Regions from separate parts of the Mus musculus genome. Here all the other regions are linked to region 1. A link is a contact called in public ChIA-PET data. All regions are on one chromosome and are shown on one strand. The core of a region is the stretch at or near the end of the contact, and the rest is flanking DNA. Distances in the headings are between cores, read along the strand shown. Region 1 has its middle 62 kb from the start of Gm33782. Region 2 has its middle 72 kb from the start of Gm33897. Region 3 overlaps Gm33897 (a long non-coding RNA gene).

Evidence for each region. ChIA-PET counts read pairs in DNA pulled down with a chosen protein or histone mark.
Region 2: a contact with region 1 is called in an RNA polymerase II ChIA-PET map of memory CD8 T cells, with 141 read pairs. The contact joins two enhancer-like sites. A contact is called at or near these places in 2 of 484 Hi-C or Micro-C datasets (CD4 T cells and double positive thymocytes) and 4 of 115 datasets of contacts at active chromatin or transcription factors (double positive thymocytes, effector CD8 T cells, memory CD8 T cells and 1 more).
Region 3: an RNA polymerase II ChIA-PET map of memory CD8 T cells shows a contact between it and region 1, with 559 read pairs. The contact joins two enhancer-like sites. A contact is called at or near these places in 4 of 484 Hi-C or Micro-C datasets (CD4 T cells, CD8 T cells and Th1 cells) and 8 of 115 datasets of contacts at active chromatin or transcription factors (CD8 T cells, bone marrow-derived dendritic cells, double positive thymocytes and 4 more).

Annotation. Positions count from the first base shown.
Region 1 is chr10:96,369,738-96,372,603 of GRCm38.p6, reverse strand. No RefSeq gene overlaps it. Among named protein-coding and RNA genes, the nearest start is that of Gm33782, 62 kb to the right of the region's middle. Within about 2 kb of position 1,418, at least 119 of the 459 cell types and tissues checked have an H3K27ac peak or open chromatin away from gene starts, as enhancers often do. A contact at or near this core is called in CD8 T cells, Th1 cells, double positive thymocytes and 4 more, where this site is marked.
Region 2 is chr10:96,786,026-96,788,891 of GRCm38.p6, reverse strand. No RefSeq gene overlaps it. Among named protein-coding and RNA genes, the nearest start is that of Gm33897, 72 kb to the right of the region's middle. Within about 2 kb of position 1,476, at least 51 of the 459 cell types and tissues checked have an H3K27ac peak or open chromatin away from gene starts, as enhancers often do. A contact at or near this core is called in double positive thymocytes, effector CD8 T cells, memory CD8 T cells and 1 more, where this site is marked.
Region 3 is chr10:96,723,653-96,726,518 of GRCm38.p6, reverse strand. All of the region lies in intron 2 of Gm33897 (a long non-coding RNA gene), which reads right to left. Among named protein-coding and RNA genes, the nearest start is that of Gm33897, 9.3 kb to the right of the region's middle. Within about 2 kb of position 1,483, at least 77 of the 459 cell types and tissues checked have an H3K27ac peak or open chromatin away from gene starts, as enhancers often do. A contact at or near this core is called in CD8 T cells, Th1 cells, double positive thymocytes and 4 more, where this site is marked.

The DNA of each region.
Region 1 (2,866 bases), core at 169-2,668:
TGCGCTACCAAATACAATAGCTTAATAACTTGTGTCTATTGCAAAAGAGCAATGTTACCTTTCACGAGCGCACGTCTGGCTGACAGCTGCTGCAACTTGGTGCTACCTAGCATCCTGAGAGAGAGCATTGTGCCACATAATGGTAGACTGCGGACAGACCAGAATGCAAGGTATAGCTTCCTTGTATAGTTTTTTATATCATCATTACACTAAAATTAAAAACGTGGATTGATCCACAGAATATCCGAGACCATCTGTCTCCAAGAAGGATTTTGCAGAAATTGAGAGAGGGGAACTTTCTCGTGGTGTCTTATTGTAGCAAATTTTGTGCATGAGCTGTTTAAACTCAATAGAAATGTGCAGCTAAAAATTATTGTTGGGGGATGGCTATGTAGCTCTATGGAAAGAGTATATCGTCAGCATATATGAAGCACTCAGCATCCCCCACATCCCAAAATGTCCTTCTTTCTCATCTTAAAACAATACACTTCTCTCGGGATAAATTCAGCTGCTTTACTCCGTCATCCCCGTTTCCTTATTGGTATTTTTAAAAATATTTTTTATTACATATTTTCCTCAATTACATTTCCAATGCTATCCCAAAAGTCCCCCATACCCTTCCCCCCACTCCCCTATCCACCCATTCCCATTTTTTTGGCCCTGGCGTTCCCCTGTACTGGGGCATATAAAGTTTGCGTGTCCAATGGGCCTCTCTTTCCAGTGATGGCCGACTAGGCCATCTTTTGATACATATGCAGCTAGAGTCAAGAGCTTGGGTTTGATGACGTACATGTACATTGTTCTCAGGAAAACCCAGTGAATTTTTTTAAGATCTCAAATCCAATCTGCATTGTCAGCTGGCCGCGGTGATACACACCTGTGATGCCAGCACTTGGGAGGAGAAGGCAGAATAGTGAGTTCTTTAGGAGTAAACTGCTTATTGCAGCGGAGTGTCTCTCTGCAGACACGGAGCCAGGAACTGTGATCAAATGATACGCGCGACTTGAGGCGAGGCGACAGCGAGCTCTGGAAGAGCCAAATAGTCTTTCTTGCACGTTATCTCTCTTAAGGCCTCCAGTGAGTTTCTACAAAAGGAAAACATCGAGCTTTGGAGTGAAGCGAGGAAGGGCCCGGGATTAGAGGGGATTTCACACATTGTCAAGCCCTGTGGATCACCACATGTGCGTGTGGATCCGAAAGAGTCTGGGAGACTCGTGGATAAAAGGAAAAGAGCTTGTCTAGAAAGGGTTGCTGCTGGATAGACAAGGCTGATTAAACAACAGCAGCGGCGGCGGCGCGCATCACCCAGTCTCTGAAGAGCAGCAGGTGCTGGCTGACAGACAGACACCTTTCCCGCACATGCTCAAGTGAGAAGTGGAAAGAGCTCTGGGCAGGACTATTTTGGGTTCCCAGTGACCTGTGTTGCTATGACATCTGAGATTCGTGGTTAGACCGGATGCCGGATGTCGCCCAGCAGCTGATCGAGAAACCTCTGAAAGTTCACTTCTCTTCTCGGAAATCATCTGTGCATCACAGCTGAGGGAAAAGTGGTTGGGCTGCTCTGTTTTGGGGGGTTTCCCCGCCCCCAGCCCAAGTGAACTGAAGGAATTGAGGGCCTTGGTCTTATAAGCAGCCTTTAAAGTCACAGTGTTTAAATTCTGTGTGGTTTCTCTTAGTGTTCCTATAGGCGCTGCTAATTTACACGTCACCCAGCAGTTTATGTTGATCCTGTCAGCTGCTTATTAACCACCGGAGTGGCACACACTTGGTGAAGTACAAAATGTCAAAGTGAAATGAACTGGTGAAAAGCTTACCCCAAACAGAGCCGGGTGCTGGATGTCTGAGACACTGGCAGTCTGGCAGCTAAACTCGCCGGAGAACTAAGTACCGGGGGCTACAGCAGAGAGTGAATGGCTAGTCCTATTCTTTAGTCAGGAGTGCCTAGTGACTGCCTCTGACACTTTGTGATCCTGGGAAACTTTGCTTAGGTTTCTTGTGCCTAAATTTTCTTCTTCGATAATATATGGTCAATAATATAGTATATTATTCCAGCATGCCGTCCTTACTGACAAGTATCTGTCAATGGTTTGTTTGGGTTTTTTTTATGATTATTGCTGTTAGGGGTGGAGGGAGATGAGTACGTAAGGATCTAGGGAATTATTATCAAAGATCAAACTTGAGAAAAGATATCAGGGAACTTGGTAGTTAGTGCACCTAGAGTCAGGACTTCATAGTTATAAGGAAGGTGCTGGGACATAAGGAGTCGCCAGGACAGAAGAGCCATTAAGGAAGGACATCGTTGTTGTAGGCTGGAGTGCTGGTGTTTTCAGAGAGGTACCCCATTTATTTGTAAGAAAAAAAATATGAGATTTGTCGCTAAGCAACGTGCTTACTAGGTCATACCAAGGTGTTAGTGGGCTTGGCTTCTTTACTGGATTCTCGGAGGGAGAAGTTGCTTCCAGGTTCATGCGACTCACGAACCTGGTCCAAAGTCAGTTCCTGATAGCTATGTAACTGAGGCTCCTGATGCCTTGCATGCCATAAGTTAAGAGCCTTTCCCAGCTGAAATCTGCTTTGGTTCACCCCAACATCAAGTGTGTTGGGTTCCTTTTTTAATATGCCTCTCTGACTGTCCCAGAGCAAAAAGCTTCATTGCTGGGACTCCATTCAGAGTCGTGTGGAGGCCCAAGTTAACCTCAGGTGTCATGGAGACAGGGTTTCTCCTTGGCCTGAAATTCATGAATAAGGCTAGTCATGGAATCTCAGGGATTTGTCTGTCTCTGCCTCTCCAGTCCCAGGTTTATAAGCATGATCCTCCATTCCCCAACCCTTAATGCAGCTTCTAGAATATCCTTGTGTTTTCATG
Region 2 (2,866 bases), core at 227-2,726, 420 kb before region 1:
AAATAAGAATTATGTGCAGGAAGATGGGCCAGAATTTGATGGAGAAACCGGTGGGTACCCACTTCTTTTGGCTCCCGTGATGAATAGAGATTTTGAAGCCTATAGAAAATGAGAGCAGATGTGGGTAATGACATAATTTGTTATTTATGAATGCAGGTTTTCTCTGAAGATTGAGGAATTATCATGAAAACTATTCACTGAACCTCAAAAAAAATCAATAAATATTAATATCAGAATGCAAATGTTTTCACTATCATTTAAAATGTGAAGAGTATTTACCCATTTATGCCTCTGAACAATTCAGAGTGCCCTGAATGCTTATTGACTGTATGTCATTGCATGGTTCAGAGCAGTTCTCTGAACTGCTTAAAACTCTCAGCAAATCAGGAAGAGCACATTCGAAAAAGATAAGGCTGCACATTGTCCTCTTGCCCCTGTCACTCGTGGAAAGCGCCCTGGAGTGCAATCAGGAAACCTGGGCTTCGATATTTAAACACCATGTGACTCCAAGTAGCTTTCTCAAATATGAGCTACATTTTCCAAACCTATTAAATGAGAATAAAGGCACCACCCTCAAAGGGATATTTGAAGATAAACTGACATCAGAACCCACAGTATACATTACTATTTTAAACCCAATTAAGAATTAAGGATCTCCCCCCAAAAGTAGTAATTATCAACAAGATTATCTGAGAGTTCTTTTTTTGGTGGATATGAATTTGATGACATCATCCACATGAAAAGGAAATGGCAGGTCATCCATATATATACATATATATATATAGACATATATATTCAAATATTTCTAGTTATGATAATTATATAATTGTATAGGGTATAACTAAAAATTTCTCTATATACACAACAATTATGGGACATTGATTTAGTCTTTGATACTATGAGTGCTGAACAATTGATTGAGTTACCAGAGTGGTATGAATTTAAGAATGTCTCCCATAGACTCAAGTATTTGAATACTTAGTTTGCAGCTGGTATCAGTGTTGGGGAAGGCTATATAACCCTCTTTAGGGGGAGTCCTTCTGAATGAAGGATATCACTGAGGGTAAGGTTTGAGAGCTCAGAGCCACTTACAGCCTGTTCTCTCTAGTTCATGTTTGGGCTTAAAGATAGGATTTCTCAGCTTCCTGCTTCTGCTGACTGACATGTCTGCCTCTTACTGATAAACCTTCCTACCATGGTCCATTCTTAAACCCCCCGGAACCATAAACCAAAATAAATTCTTCCACAAGTTGTCACAAAAACAAAAACACAAAACCCTAATACAGTCATTAAATTTATTAAACCAGTAAAATTGATAGTTCACATCTGTTACAGTCTTATGAAGATTCATCTGTCCCTTTCTGGAACTGGCGAATAAATCATTGAACAAAAGCTCACCAGCTCAATACACAGTTCAAACAGCATTATACAGGAAACCTTCTCAAGTGTCTTGTAATCACCTGCCTAACGCTCTGTGGTGCCACAGGCAGGCGCAGGAAGTGGTTACAAGTAATCAAGCTCTAACTTTACGACTTTAACCAACTCAGCGGCTCTGTTTGCATGGCTTTCAAACAGCAGCATTTTGCCTAAGATTCCATTCACACAAGAGAATGCAGTGGTTAGTTCTTAACTGTCACCTTGACACAACCTAGAGTCACTGGGGATGTGTCTCAGTGAGGAATTGTCTAAGTGACCTGGGCTTATGGGCATAACCCTGAGGATTGAATTATGTATCAAGGGATAGGAAAATACCCAACCTAAAAGAGAAGCACATCGTTCCCTGAGCATCCATTCTCTCTGTGCTATTGACTGTGGGGGTGACGAGCAGCTTCAAGTTCACACCTTGACTTCCCCAAAACGATGATCTGGGACTTGAAACTTTAAGCTAAATAGACCTTTGCTCCCTTAAGTTGTTCAGACAGAATGTTTTATTCCAACAACAAGAAACAAAATCTAGACAGACAATTTGATTACTATAAAGGCACTTGAATTAATCATGGTTGGTGGTGCATTCTTACAATCCCAACATTCAGGAGGTGGAAGCAAAATAATCACCAGATCAAAACCCCTCAGCTCCAGATTGAGAGCCTTTCTCAGACAACCCAAAGGAGAAACATCTCACCTTGATGATTCCACCTTCGACAGTTCAAAGATGAGGAAGCTGTAGCCCAGAGACCACAGTACCTAAGGTAACAGTCAGCTACTTAATGAAGAGCACCACTAAGTTCTCTAGACTCTTAGTTGTCGTTATTTCTCCCATCATGATAATAATATCCATCTCCCTGTCATGTGCTGCACATCAAACACCAAGCCACACATTCCACCTGTATTTTTTTTTATACGCGGAAAACTCTTTAAGAATTCTACCAGTTTGATGAAGAAGTTCAAGGATGTTAAGCAACTTGAACAAGCCTACATTCGATTTCAGCCTAACACAAAATGTGTTTAAGCTGGAGGTTTCGTGTTGGCCATGAAAACAACAAGCCATCACAAAGCCCGTGAATAACTGAGTGTGTATTATATAATTAGTGGCCAGATTTTGCCATGCTTTTCATGTTCACTTTCTCAGAATTGAGACACAAGGACTATGAACATAGAGAAACCAAGTGAAATCTTTATTTCAGAACTGTTTTCCTCTCTCTGAACTGTAATCACATCTAATTTTATGTTGATTCTATATGTTATTATTGGGATAAGCTTGTGGCTTTTCTACTGTCTGATAGATCATGTTATTAAACACATTCATTTATTTCCTGGCTCAGGTGGTATAATGTGTACTCTGCAGATGAAATCTGTGTGTGTTATTGGGAAGGGGCTTTCCAGGTGACATTTGTGCCTTGCAAGTTTCATGTTCAAATCAATTTTC
Region 3 (2,866 bases), core at 234-2,733, 350 kb before region 1:
TCTCATGACGACTACCACCACCACCTCTATGCCCCCTGCACAGGTTCCACCTTCTCTGGGAAGATTTCCTGGCACATCTTCTATCTGGAGAGAGCTGGTCATTTCCTCCCTTGTGTGTTTATGAAGTCAAGACCATCTCCAAGACAAACGATGTGCTCTGATTATTTGTTCCATGCCTGGCACCATGTCTGAAAAGTATTGGCTTTGCCCCATACATCATTGTTAGTTAAATGACTCAGAGTAAATAGGCATTGGATTGACCTGTCTGGTAAAAAGAGGAGACTATGCACTACCTGCATGTGTGGTGTGTTTAAGTATCTATATTTGCATTTTTTTTTCTGTTTCATCTCTGAAAGAAACTATGGGCTTTTACAGAGCTTTGAATCTTGAACACTACCATATACATATGGTGGGTACCTGAACAGACAGTTATTTTGTTTTTGTTTTTAATATGAAGGGTCTACAGTGGCCTTTGCAGTTCTCTTCTTTGAACAACTCAGTCTTCAAGACTTCGACAAACATCTCCAGAATCTTTTTTTTTTTTTTAAGCATCTGCTAGGACTTAGTGCTGATGCCTCAGTGTGGACCACGTCTACCCAGACTTATTTCTATCCTAAGAATCTACTCTCCACTTGCTATATCATACCCCTCTCTATGGGTGAGAACTGACCTGCCTTGGAGACATGCCTACACACCCTAAGAGCCAAAGATGCTTCTGGAGAGAGGACAGGTCACCTGCCTGGTTGGTTGTAAGGATGCTAGAACTGAAACTCACGCCCTCTGAGAAAGCAGCGAGTGCTGGCTCCTAGGTAGCAAAATAGAGGGACTTTTGCAACTCATTGAAGAAAAAAAAAAGTGAATGCTTTGGTTTTACGAGACCTACAGAAATCATTCTTAATCTCCCTACCCATTCCAGATCTCAGACACAAGGAACTAATATTAGATTTGGCTCCCTGAGAGTGGGAGCAAGATTTTACTCCTTATCAAGGGTATATATCCTTGGAAGAGATACACTGTCGACAGAGCTCATTGAAAAGCTTATGAATGTATAGCCTAAAAGCCATTCCCAGGCTGCTCAGCTTCGCCCTTTGAAGAGGACAGTCAGCTCTCAGAAATCTCAGTATCTGGGGAGGTCCGTCACTTCACTTACATTTACTGCTTTTGAGGACTGGACTGTTTGCACACCTGGCCCCAGTCTCCCCTCATCTCTTTACCTAACCCCACAGGTCCACAAAGCAGCTGCCTTCTATGCAAAAAGCTTGTGACTTTTCCTTTGTCTGTTTTTGAACATTTTGCAATTCACAAAACTCCAAGGAACGTCTTACTCTCTCAAAAACATCCCCCAAGGATTTCAACAAGAGGCTGAGAGGGACAAAGAAGGTGGCTGAGTGACCCATTTCCTGGGTCTCACGGAGCTGAGCTGCACCTTCTTGGGAGGAGCTCAGCTGTGGCAGGCAGTGGGGGGTTGTTATCTACCACATCACAGCTTTCGGGTGTCATGGGTGCACAGCTGACCTCCCAGCTGGAGCCAGCACCTCAGTTCCCAGGCTAGTGTTTACCTTCTTCTCTTCCATTTTCAAGACAGAACTCTGTGCTCTATAAAACTTGCACACACCCAGGGAGGGAACGGGGTCAAGCTAATGTCTCCTTGTTTGCACTTTATCATGGAAAATAAAAACCTCTTCAATCGGGTTTATAGACCACACTCTTGTCCCCAAGCCTGATCTGTGGAGTCCCCAGCCTAACGATTGGTACTAACGATGGAGTTTCCTCCTCCGTAGATGACAGGTATCCTGAGGAGGCAAAAGCTACTGAGGAAACTTCTGTTTAAAATGCCTGCTACTCAGAATGTAGACCAGAAAGAGGAGAGAAGGCGCCTGCTGGGGAAGAAGGGGCAGAGAGGACTCCGCCCCTAAGACTGAGTATGCTTAGTAATAAACCATTTGGGACCAGCAGTGCAACTGTCTGTCAACTGCTGTTGAAACCTGAAAACAGAGTCCTTTTCTTTAAGAATGTAGCGCCCTCCCCCCCCCCAACCCCGCCCCCTAAAGTAGTCCACTCTCCAGTGGCTACTCTCCAGATATCCAAGACTATTTGGACAGCACAAATTGGTCCTGATAGATAAAATTAAAAAAAAAAAAAAAAGTGTCCGTGGGTAGGGAATTGAGGACTGGTCTGAAAAGAGATAGGAGACCAGGCAAATAAGATCAAAACGCATTTCGAGAAACACTCGAAGAATTAATGAATTACCCTTCAAGCTATGCAAGCTGCTGGCTGTTACTGAACGGCCTGGCTTAGCTGACTCCCGTAGGCTGAGCCTGGAATTTTAGAATAAAGCATAAATGAGTTTGAGACCTAGATCTGCTGCTCTTCCTAGAAGGACCTTCATGCATGTGCCTGCCCCTTTCTTAACCTGCTTCCGTTCTGTAAAAGGAGTTTTGTGAAACTTAAATGAGAAGGTGCTCTATCTATCACCCGGGCTAGTAATCAGACTGAGCGGCTATAAATGAAACAGACCCAACTAAAACTGCCTGCGACAAAGAAATGGCTGCTACGGGTTAGGCGCAAACGCCAGAAACAAGTTGAATTTAGCCGCATGCGGATCTGGGACTTTAAATGTAGTCTCAAGACTGGATGCTCACCCTGTGTGTTCTGGCTCCCGTCTTTTACCTTGTGGCTCTGTTTTGTTGTTTCGCCTCATTCTTCAACAGGTTCCAAAACAATCCTAGCAGACATTCTCAAAGATGTAAAACCTGCCTCTCATCAAAGCTCCCTGTGGATGGATCCAGCCCTGAGTCTCTCACTATGGACAAGAAAGAACTGGGGAGCGCATGAGCAAGAGGCCCGGATATGGAGAGAGCATCCT